3 separate regions of the Zea mays genome follow, and regions 1 and 3 are each linked to region 2. Evidence: chromatin contacts called from public Hi-C data. All regions are on one chromosome and are shown on one strand. Each heading gives the region's core, a stretch centred on a gene start, on an enhancer-like site or on the middle of the called end of the contact. The rest is flanking DNA. Distances are from core to core; before and after follow the strand shown. Region 1 has its middle 33 kb from the start of LOC100272620. Region 2 holds the start of LOC100272508. Region 3 has its middle 10 kb from the start of LOC118472972.

What was found. Hi-C and Micro-C count contacts between places; a contact is called where the count stands out from the background.
Region 1: a Hi-C map of leaf shows a contact between it and region 2, with 5 times the contacts expected there. The contact joins the enhancer-like site here to the promoter of LOC100272508 in region 2. A contact is called at or near these places in 2 of 25 Hi-C or Micro-C datasets (both in leaf).
Region 3: a contact with region 2 is called in a Hi-C map of leaf, with 5 times the contacts expected there. The contact joins the enhancer-like site here to the promoter of LOC100272508 in region 2. A contact is called at or near these places in 4 of 25 Hi-C or Micro-C datasets (ear, leaf, tassel and 1 more).

Annotation. Positions count from the first base shown.
Region 1 is chr7:134,687,527-134,690,469 of Zm-B73-REFERENCE-NAM-5.0, reverse strand. It overlaps the pseudogene LOC103634181. Among protein-coding and RNA genes, the nearest start is that of LOC100272620, 33 kb to the left of the region's middle. Within about 2 kb of position 1,434, at least 19 of the 20 cell types and tissues checked have an H3K27ac peak or open chromatin away from gene starts, as enhancers often do. A contact at or near this core is called in leaf, where this site is marked.
Region 2 is chr7:134,904,891-134,907,759 of Zm-B73-REFERENCE-NAM-5.0, reverse strand. It overlaps LOC100272508, which reads right to left and starts at 1,446. Exons shown (of 15, transcript NM_001359732.1): 1 at 1,167-1,446; 2 at 523-611. The coding sequence starts at 1,346.
Region 3 is chr7:134,763,471-134,766,170 of Zm-B73-REFERENCE-NAM-5.0, reverse strand. No RefSeq gene overlaps it. Among protein-coding and RNA genes, the nearest start is that of LOC118472972, 10 kb to the right of the region's middle. Within about 2 kb of position 1,385, at least 18 of the 20 cell types and tissues checked have an H3K27ac peak or open chromatin away from gene starts, as enhancers often do. A contact at or near this core is called in ear, leaf and tassel, where this site is marked.

The sequences.
Region 1 (2,943 bases), core at 185-2,684, 220 kb after region 2:
CGTAGCGTCGCTACCCCTTTGGCCCTTTCGTTCCGGTCCGACCCGGCCGCGCCGCGCACGAGATCAGAGGTGAAAACGCGCGCGCGGCCGCGGCAAGCCCGCAAGGGTTTCGAGCTGTTGGCAAAGGCGCGGGCTAGTTGTGTGTGTGCTCCGTGCAGTGCGGTGGCCGGGGAGCTCGCGCGTTTTCACGGTCACGGTCACGGTCACGGTCACTGCTCGCGAATCGCAAATTGCAGCCTTGCAGGAGGGGGCACTAGAGCACTAAGAGCAGGGAGCCAAAAGCGCCTGGACTTTTTGTGGCGATCGGTGATGAGTTGCATTGCATTTGCACCGGCCATCCACGCTTTCACTGTTGCGAAACGAACAGGCCGGCACGAGTTGCTAGCAGCAGCAGGCAGCTGTTGTCAAACTGGGGCAAGGGGGGGCGCTCTGGTCGAGATCACGGCGTGTATCGCTGGAGCGGGAGCGAAAGCTCCTTTTTTTGTTGTAATTTCCTTCTGATGTTTTCGAGAGTGGTGTTAGGTTTCCCATTATCTGCCACCGCTAGTAGGCTTTTCGGCAAGCAGATTTCGTGTCTGCCTCTCCATCACTTGTCACGATCGTATGTGCCGTGCTTCTGAGTCTCGGGTGGCTGTCGTCGTCGGGCTCGGGCATGGGTTTGGAAGGAGGCTCTTTGATGCCCGCCGGGGGCGCACCGCAACCGCGCAGAGTTTTAGTTGGTTGGAAGTGGAAGGTCCGAGTCGAGTCGACTCGACGCGCGCGTCCGCGCCTACGCTTTTAGGCACCTACTAGGTGTTGCATCGCCCTAGGCGACGCTGGCTAGCTATTATGTATGTAGTAGGAATACGTACTAGCGAACAACGATAGCGTGCAACCAGCACGATGAAAGATCGAATCTTGCAGCGGCCTACTACTACTACGTGCGCTAGCTACGGGAGTATGTTCTGTTGTGTTGCCGTGTCGCGCGCGTCGTCTTTCCAACGGCGTCAACAGCATCGCGCTCCTGCTTGCAGAGACGTCGAAACAGTTTCTGTTTCTCCTACTGGTGCATGCATGGAACAGATTCCCCCCGTGGGCGGTCGTCTCGTGCCCTGCCGTGCGCCCCTCGCGTCCGGCCACCACAGCTGCAGTGCGCATGGGGCGCGGGATGGGGGGTGAGTTGTGCGCGAGCACGACGCACGCGATGCGTCGGGTCGGGGCCAGGCCAGGATATTTCGGCGTCGCGTCGCACCAGCCAGCAACAGACAGCGGGAGCTGGGTTCGGCGTGGACCGGACGTACGTGGCGTCGCGGCACGGCACGGCACCCGTCGCGTCCGTGGGAAAAAAAAAGGGTGGAGGGGGGAAAAACACGGGTGCGTAGGGACCATGCCTTTTGAGTTGGTTATGATCAGGTGGTCCACCGGCTGGACCAGGCCCATTCGTCCCCGTCTCGGACAGTGCAGACGCGCAGGCGCAGGCGCAGGTGTAGGCACCGACGTGGTGGTACGGGGCCGGGCCGGGCCGAGGTGGTCGCTCGCCGCCGTGTCAAGGGTTTGCTGCGAACGCAAGGAATCATCCATCGGTTCTTTCGGCCGGCGCAATGTGACGCGTTAATGCTGTTGCCGGGCCTGGGGTCATCCATGTTGATCGTCGCCGGGGTGCGTCACGTGTGCGTTTGTGTGTGACATTCCCATTCGGTGCTCTTGCTTTCTCTCATTGTTGTCCAGTGAAACCGTCTTCCCTCCTAAGTTGCAAGCTGTAAGTTGGGAATTGTAGTTTGTTAGAAGCTGTAAAATGGAGCAAACATGTTTTGAGAGCCGCAAGGTTGTATGCTGCTTCAGACCTTCAGTGCAGCTGCCCAGCTTTTACAGAGCGGACCGTATAAGCGTCGAAGAGAAACATACTGCAGAAAATTTGCTAACAACTTCCACGGAACCGAAGAGAGAAAAAAAGGAACTGTACAACAGGGGCGTAATTGCCTGAGAGAACTCCACTGTGCTGACTGCTGACCACCTCAGCGAAAGCTAACCAGAGCGAGCAACGGTAGCTACTCTGCCCCCTCCTAACCATGAGCAGGAGCAATTCGACGAGTGCCAAACGATTTTTTGGTGATTTAGTCAGACACCGTCAGTACAGCCCCAAAATTTTGGGCCAATTCCCTGTATGCCACTGGAAAATATACTCATTCCTTGTATGCCACTGGCCCCACATGTCATAGACACCAAAAAATATACCTATATGCCACTCAGTGGCACACAAGGGATGAGTATAAAATCTGATGGCATACCAGGAATTTTCTCCAAAATTTTCCACCGAATGGTTCCAACAACTCCCCAGATTAACGTGTTGATCAGGGCTGTTATAAAACCCAGCCTGAAACACATCTGGAAGCCCGCTTGCCCAACAACTATACCCGGCTGCAGAACAAAAGTAACAGGTTAAAAAGCATACCAATCTCGAAGGGCTATCTATATATTCAAAAGAAGGCCCGCTTGCCCACTTAGAATAATAGATCTTATCCGTGGTAAGTGCTTTTTTTTCCCTTTCATTATTTTTAGTACTACCAGATCCCATGTGTGATTGCAGAGGGAGACCAAAAATTTTAATCGGCAGGGTTAGTAATTTGAGCTGAAGAAGAGCCAGCATTTTCAGGGAGAGGGAAAAAAAAGAAATTACCTCCAAAGTATACTGCAGCCTGCCCACTACTATAATGAGTGATTGCACCGAACAGATTTGTGTTAAATGCCAAAGCAAGTGCTGACAGCGCACGAGGAACACCGGCGGTTATATGCATAGCCAGAAATGCAGAGTATAAGGCTCCAACATGTCGAGTTTGGCTTGCAATTAGGTAGTGGATCAGAAAGTCGGAGTCCTCAAGAACACAAAATGCCACTGGCTAACTCTACGAGAACGATTCAAGCAGCTTGGCAACACAGCTTGACATCTAAGAATTGAGTTGTGCT
Region 2 (2,869 bases), core at 197-2,696:
GATAGCATAATCCTTTAAAAAAGTAAGAGGAAAAGTGTCTAGGGCAACATGGGGATCAAGTCCAAAGTTAATTGAACAAAATGGTTTTATCTATATGATTGAATCAGGCCAATAATGGAACAATATTCTTGGGAACAGGATATACAACATCAACATTCATTTTATAATGAAGCAAGATCAGGCAAATTTGGTTCAACTTTCAAGAGCAGGACTGAGGAAGATAAGGCAGTATGTATAGTTATCACAGTTTAACAGTACATAGATGATATTACAGCCTGAACATGCAATTGAATACAGAAGAACTGCTAGGAAATTTTCAGATTGTCAACTGAAAGCAGAGGTGTGAGAGTCACGGAAAAGTACCGAACACAATGCATACACTTCTATGCAGAAGTAATCAAGAGTGTGGTGTCCAATATTGGTTATTAAGCAAAGTGCTTCCTCGTTCACTTAGTCAAAACAACCTAACAAACAATAAAGCAAAACTTATGAATACACCTTCATAATTCAGAGAGGAATTACCTCGCATTAATCCTAAAAGTGGCAGGTAATGGCTTCCGGAGCATGCTCATGAAGCTATCCCACTCTTCCTCAGAAACAATTTGCTGCTCCTGCAAGACAAATACATGTGTCAAATTGACAAGGATTAGCAAAAAAATCCCAATCCAAAGTTTCCAAAATTATAAATCCAACTGAAAAGCTAAAAAGCTGCAAGAAATCTACAACATGCTAAAGAAGCTCACTATAAGCATAGTGCAAAAAAATATCTTAATACTACAAATTGCAGTATACCCGTACATTTGGCACTAACTCTTAGAGCCAGCTTTTGAGTTGAACTGGTATCAGAGAGAGACAAAGGTCTCCCCTTTATTTTCATGTTTGTGCCTTCGTCTCTGGCTGCACGGGAGTGGAGGTGCTGAAGTGTAGAAGTGGATTGACTACCTTCTAACAGCTTAAGCTCTGGCTCCACTCTAACGCTAACAAACACGTAGCTTAAATGAACACTATCAGCCCCTACCACGTCAACAAATCGTCATATAGGCAGCCTACATGAAGAGCAACCACCACCATCTAACTAGCATCGAAAGCTAGCAACACCCAAATGTCAGCTTGGGACATTAGATCGCAACAGGAAACAGGGCGTGATCTGAAGCAAGCGGCAATACCTTGTAGTACTCCTCGAAGGCTGGGTTCTCGGTAGCGAAGGGCTGCCACGAGGGATTGTCCTCTCGCGCCTCTCCTCCTTCGCCGGCGGGAGGACGCTGAGGGTTGTGCTTCCAGACGTTCTCGCGGCCCTGCTTGAAGTGGCGGCGCTGCGTGCGCCCGCGCTTCCGCCCGCCTCCCATCTTACCACTCTGTCACGCGCGTGCGCGCTCCTTCGTCCTCTCGGTGGCGGCGTGCGAAGAGAGACGACAGACTAGGAGGGGTTTACTTCTGAGTTCTGACGGTTTGAGGCTCTGAGGTTTAGAGCGGCGGCGCGGCGAGGAATGCGGATGCGGGTTGGGTGCGAGGGAGGAAAGCTGGGTTGGATCTCAGAGAGGCGGCGAGGGGCGCCAGCTGGGCTCTGAGCGGGCTGTATTGAAACTCAAGTCCGTCAGTACTGGGCTCGAATGTAGCCCGCTGACGAGAGTACAACGTATGTGTATGCTCACATGGCAATGGATACCCGAATCTGAATACCCGACGGGTTTTACCCGATATGAAGGCGGGTACGGGATAATCTCTTTATCTGTGGGTATGTTAATGGATAAAAACCTCTACCCGTTGGGTAGATGGGTACGGGTACGGATTGGTACTATCCTACCCGTCTATCCATAATAAAATATATCTGCATCAATACCACTATAACCATTTAATAGAGCGCATCTTAGCTAAAATAAAACTCTTCTCTAACTATCATTTGTCTAGATATCAAGTTATGTAATCATATGATTTGTTATATGTGAAGTTGAACTTGTCTTTTATGTTTATTGAATATTTTTGAGTGATTGATATATTGAAATTTAAAACTTTCCTAGCGGGTAAGGTTTACCCGACGGGTAAAACTACCCGCGCGGGTATGGGTATGGGTAAGATTTTATACCCGTGAGGGTAACCTAACTGGTAGAATTTTTTTGATAGGTACAGGTATAAAATGGTACTACCCGACAGGTATATACTCGTTGCATCCCTAATGTTGAGTGCTACGCATTCGTATGTGGCGGCCGGGGCGGTTTTATGATTCCTCCGCCGATCAGTCGCGGGGAAACTTTATTTTTATAGTAGATTTCTATTTCTCAAAGGAAAAATAAAATAAATTTTTTAAGAAAATAACCCTTAGGCTAGTTTGGCAATAAGATTATAAAAAACCTGGGAAAGTAATCCACCAAGGGGTTTTTAAATATCATATCAATTTCCTAGGAGTATTTTCCCCACTCGGGTGTACTTCCTTGCCACTGTTTGGCAACCAAGGGACTAAAAACCCCTTTTGAAACAAAATACTTCAAAGATCATAAAAATCAAATAAAATAAGAAATATTTAGAAAATTTAGAACACAATGAAACATCACTAAAAAATCTAAAAATTGCGCGACATGATCATCTAATATCCAACAAAGTTTAATTTGAATAACATCTAATATCCAACAAAGTTAATTCATCTGTCATCACATCACATAAGTTCATCTTCGTTCACATGTACAAATAGATGGAGTACAAGTCTCTTCGTTATAAACTTTGGCACTAGAATGGATTATGAGTTTAACTCCTTTTTCACAACCTTCATGTGGACTGTCGTTGCATTTTCCTTCTCCATGTCAACTTCATATGTTGCTTCCACCTAGCACCCTACAATTAACACAAATTGGCACATAGTTTAATTTACTTGGTT
Region 3 (2,700 bases), core at 136-2,635, 140 kb after region 2:
GGGTTGTTAGAGGCTATAAATACAACCCTAGCCAGCACATTCAATACACAAGAGCTGAGAAATAACTCCAATACACTAGAACAACACTCCAGCAACCCGGCATAGAAACTCGGGGGGCTGCCTTCACACCTAGGCCACGGTTAGGTGACAGATGAATCCAGTGACATCTACAAAAAGAAATATTAAGACCTCGAAGGCTACACCTGACAGGTGTGCTCGCGCTCACCCATCGGAAACAAATCTTCCACTTCTTTGGGTTAAGAAGCATACCCGCACGGTGAACAGAAGAGTCTCCAAACCAGTGTCAAAACACTTCCTTAGAAGGCTCATAGGCTACTGTTGGGTATCGTAATTAAGGGTACCAAGGTTACGCCCCTAATACACGCTTAACCCCTAGACCACCATCAAGGCACATTCCCCAAGGGCGATGGATCATAAGCCGCACTTCACCTGAGGCCCCTCTCAGGGGTCACCATAACTCTGCCTCGCCCCAGCCTGCCCTCGAATAGGATGTGTTCTCGGGATAACCCTCGTCCGGTCGTCCCGGCCGAGGTCCCTTCTCTCCAGAACGGCAATCTCCGTCTCACCAAAGCCTGTCTCGGGTAAGAAAGACAAACCCAGGGCAAGACTCAGCCGAAGTCCACAAGAGACAGAAGCATTTAATGCACATACCAACCCTACGCAGGGCTGCAGGTGAACAGGAGAAACAAGATCGCGGACCTATCAAGCTTCACCAACTATGATGACGCATGCGACCACTGTTCCCACACGTCGTGTGCCAACCCTCGATTGGACATACAATATGGCAAGAGTACAGGCTGGCCCTTAGGCACAAACTCTGCCTCACCCGATGTAGACTCCGGCCTCGGAACAAGCTCCGCCTCGCCCGACCTCGGCTACCTGCTCCTCGCAAATCACGTAGGAGGCCACTCCTTCAACTATGGTGCGCACGTCTTCGAATCCTAAAACGAGCTCGATCGCGACCTCAGGCGGACTTCCGACTCGTCCGAGCCTGACTGTGACCTCGATATCCAAAACAGAAAAGGTACCCAACGTCACTATATACTGCAGAGCTGACGTATTACCAAGAGGCTTTTTGACATACTCAGTACTACATCAACCACTACGGCATAGCAACCCCTAGTCAGATCCAAAACCAAAGAGAAAATATAAAAATAAATATGGTACACATAATATCCATCTATATCCAATGCGACGATAACACGGCTCACGTAGTCACAACTCACAAGCAAGCGCCAGTGAGCTGAGCTCAGGCGCTCCGTGGAACGGAAGACGCTGGAGGACGATCCGGCCCTGGATCCATCTCTTGCTGCTAGCCCGCTCGGCCCCATGCGCCGGACGCTCGTGACTCGCGTGGTGCCAGGACACGGGGCGGTGGCGGCATGGATTAGTTTGGCGCTGAACTCCGACTGCTAGCCTAGCCAGTAGCCACTGCTTTCGCAGGTCGTCAAAGCTCGGTGGGGGCGGTCGATTCTCTGAAAGCATTAGGAAGGCGACCGGGCTGTACTTTTGTCCAAAGCTGACGCGCACTGTATCCACTACGGAGAAAAACCAGCCAAGAGCAAGTCAAATCAGACAGACGACGGACGATGGGGTGCAATGGAAGATAGATACACACAATACAACCAAAGCTGCTAGGCCCCAACTTTGTGATCGTGCCAAAGGGGGCGCTCGTTTTCTACGTCTACGTCGTGTTTTTCCCCCACAGCAACAACCAACCATATGCTCTCCGTGTCCGTGGACGTCTACTCCTACTCGTTTCTGAACGGCACGGTCTCAGGCTCTCAGCTCAGGTTGTTTGCTTTTTGGTACTGTATCCGTAACCAACCCCCCGCGGACCGATTTCGCTTCGGCCTGTGGACTTTTCGGCGGTCTTCGTTCCATTCATTGATCGACTTGTCCAGTACGTCAGTGCCGCCGTGCAAGGCGCGAGCAGGAGCCGAAAACGTCCACGGCGAGAGGCCACCTGCTCTCCCGTCTCCGGTCTCCAGTTTGAAGTGGTCAGCAGCAACATGGTCCAATCAGCGACGGCAATGGTACTTCACTTTGACGTTGAGAGTAGCGGAGCAGCATCAGCGTGTGGATCTGCCTCTTTTTTTTTTTAAAAAAAAAAGAAACGCGTGTGCATCTGCTGACGCAGAGAGATCGGACTTCGCTGCTCCGGCCCACGCCTTGAGCAATGGACCATCGCTGGACGCACGATTTTTCGGCCCGGTAACCATCTCCTGCGGATCGTCCCGTCTAGCTAGCAGCGCGATGTAGAAGAGGCGTCCCTGCCAAGCGAAACGGCGAAAGGAAAACTTCTGCAGTGGGCCAGATGGGCCCAATGTACGATTGACAGTGGGGCCAATGGACGCAGCGATAATCGTCAGGTGCTTACTGTTTAGGGAGCAACTTTTGCAGCATAGACGGACTAGTTTTGTGATCCTTGTTTCCACTTGGCCCATGGGCCCATTTTGGACTTACTATTTGTCCGTTTGAAAAGGACAACATGATTTGCTCGCTGTTCGAGCCTGACGCTTTGCTTTGCTAATCATCGAATAGCATGCCGCATGCGACATGCGTGACGCGTAGGTTTTGTGAAGGAAAAGCTTGTGGTTAGTCAACTGCTCCACTTTCCCCAGCTTGCCTCTGTTTTCCCCCTCCTACAAGCTGAGCTAGCATTTTATTAACGAGCTA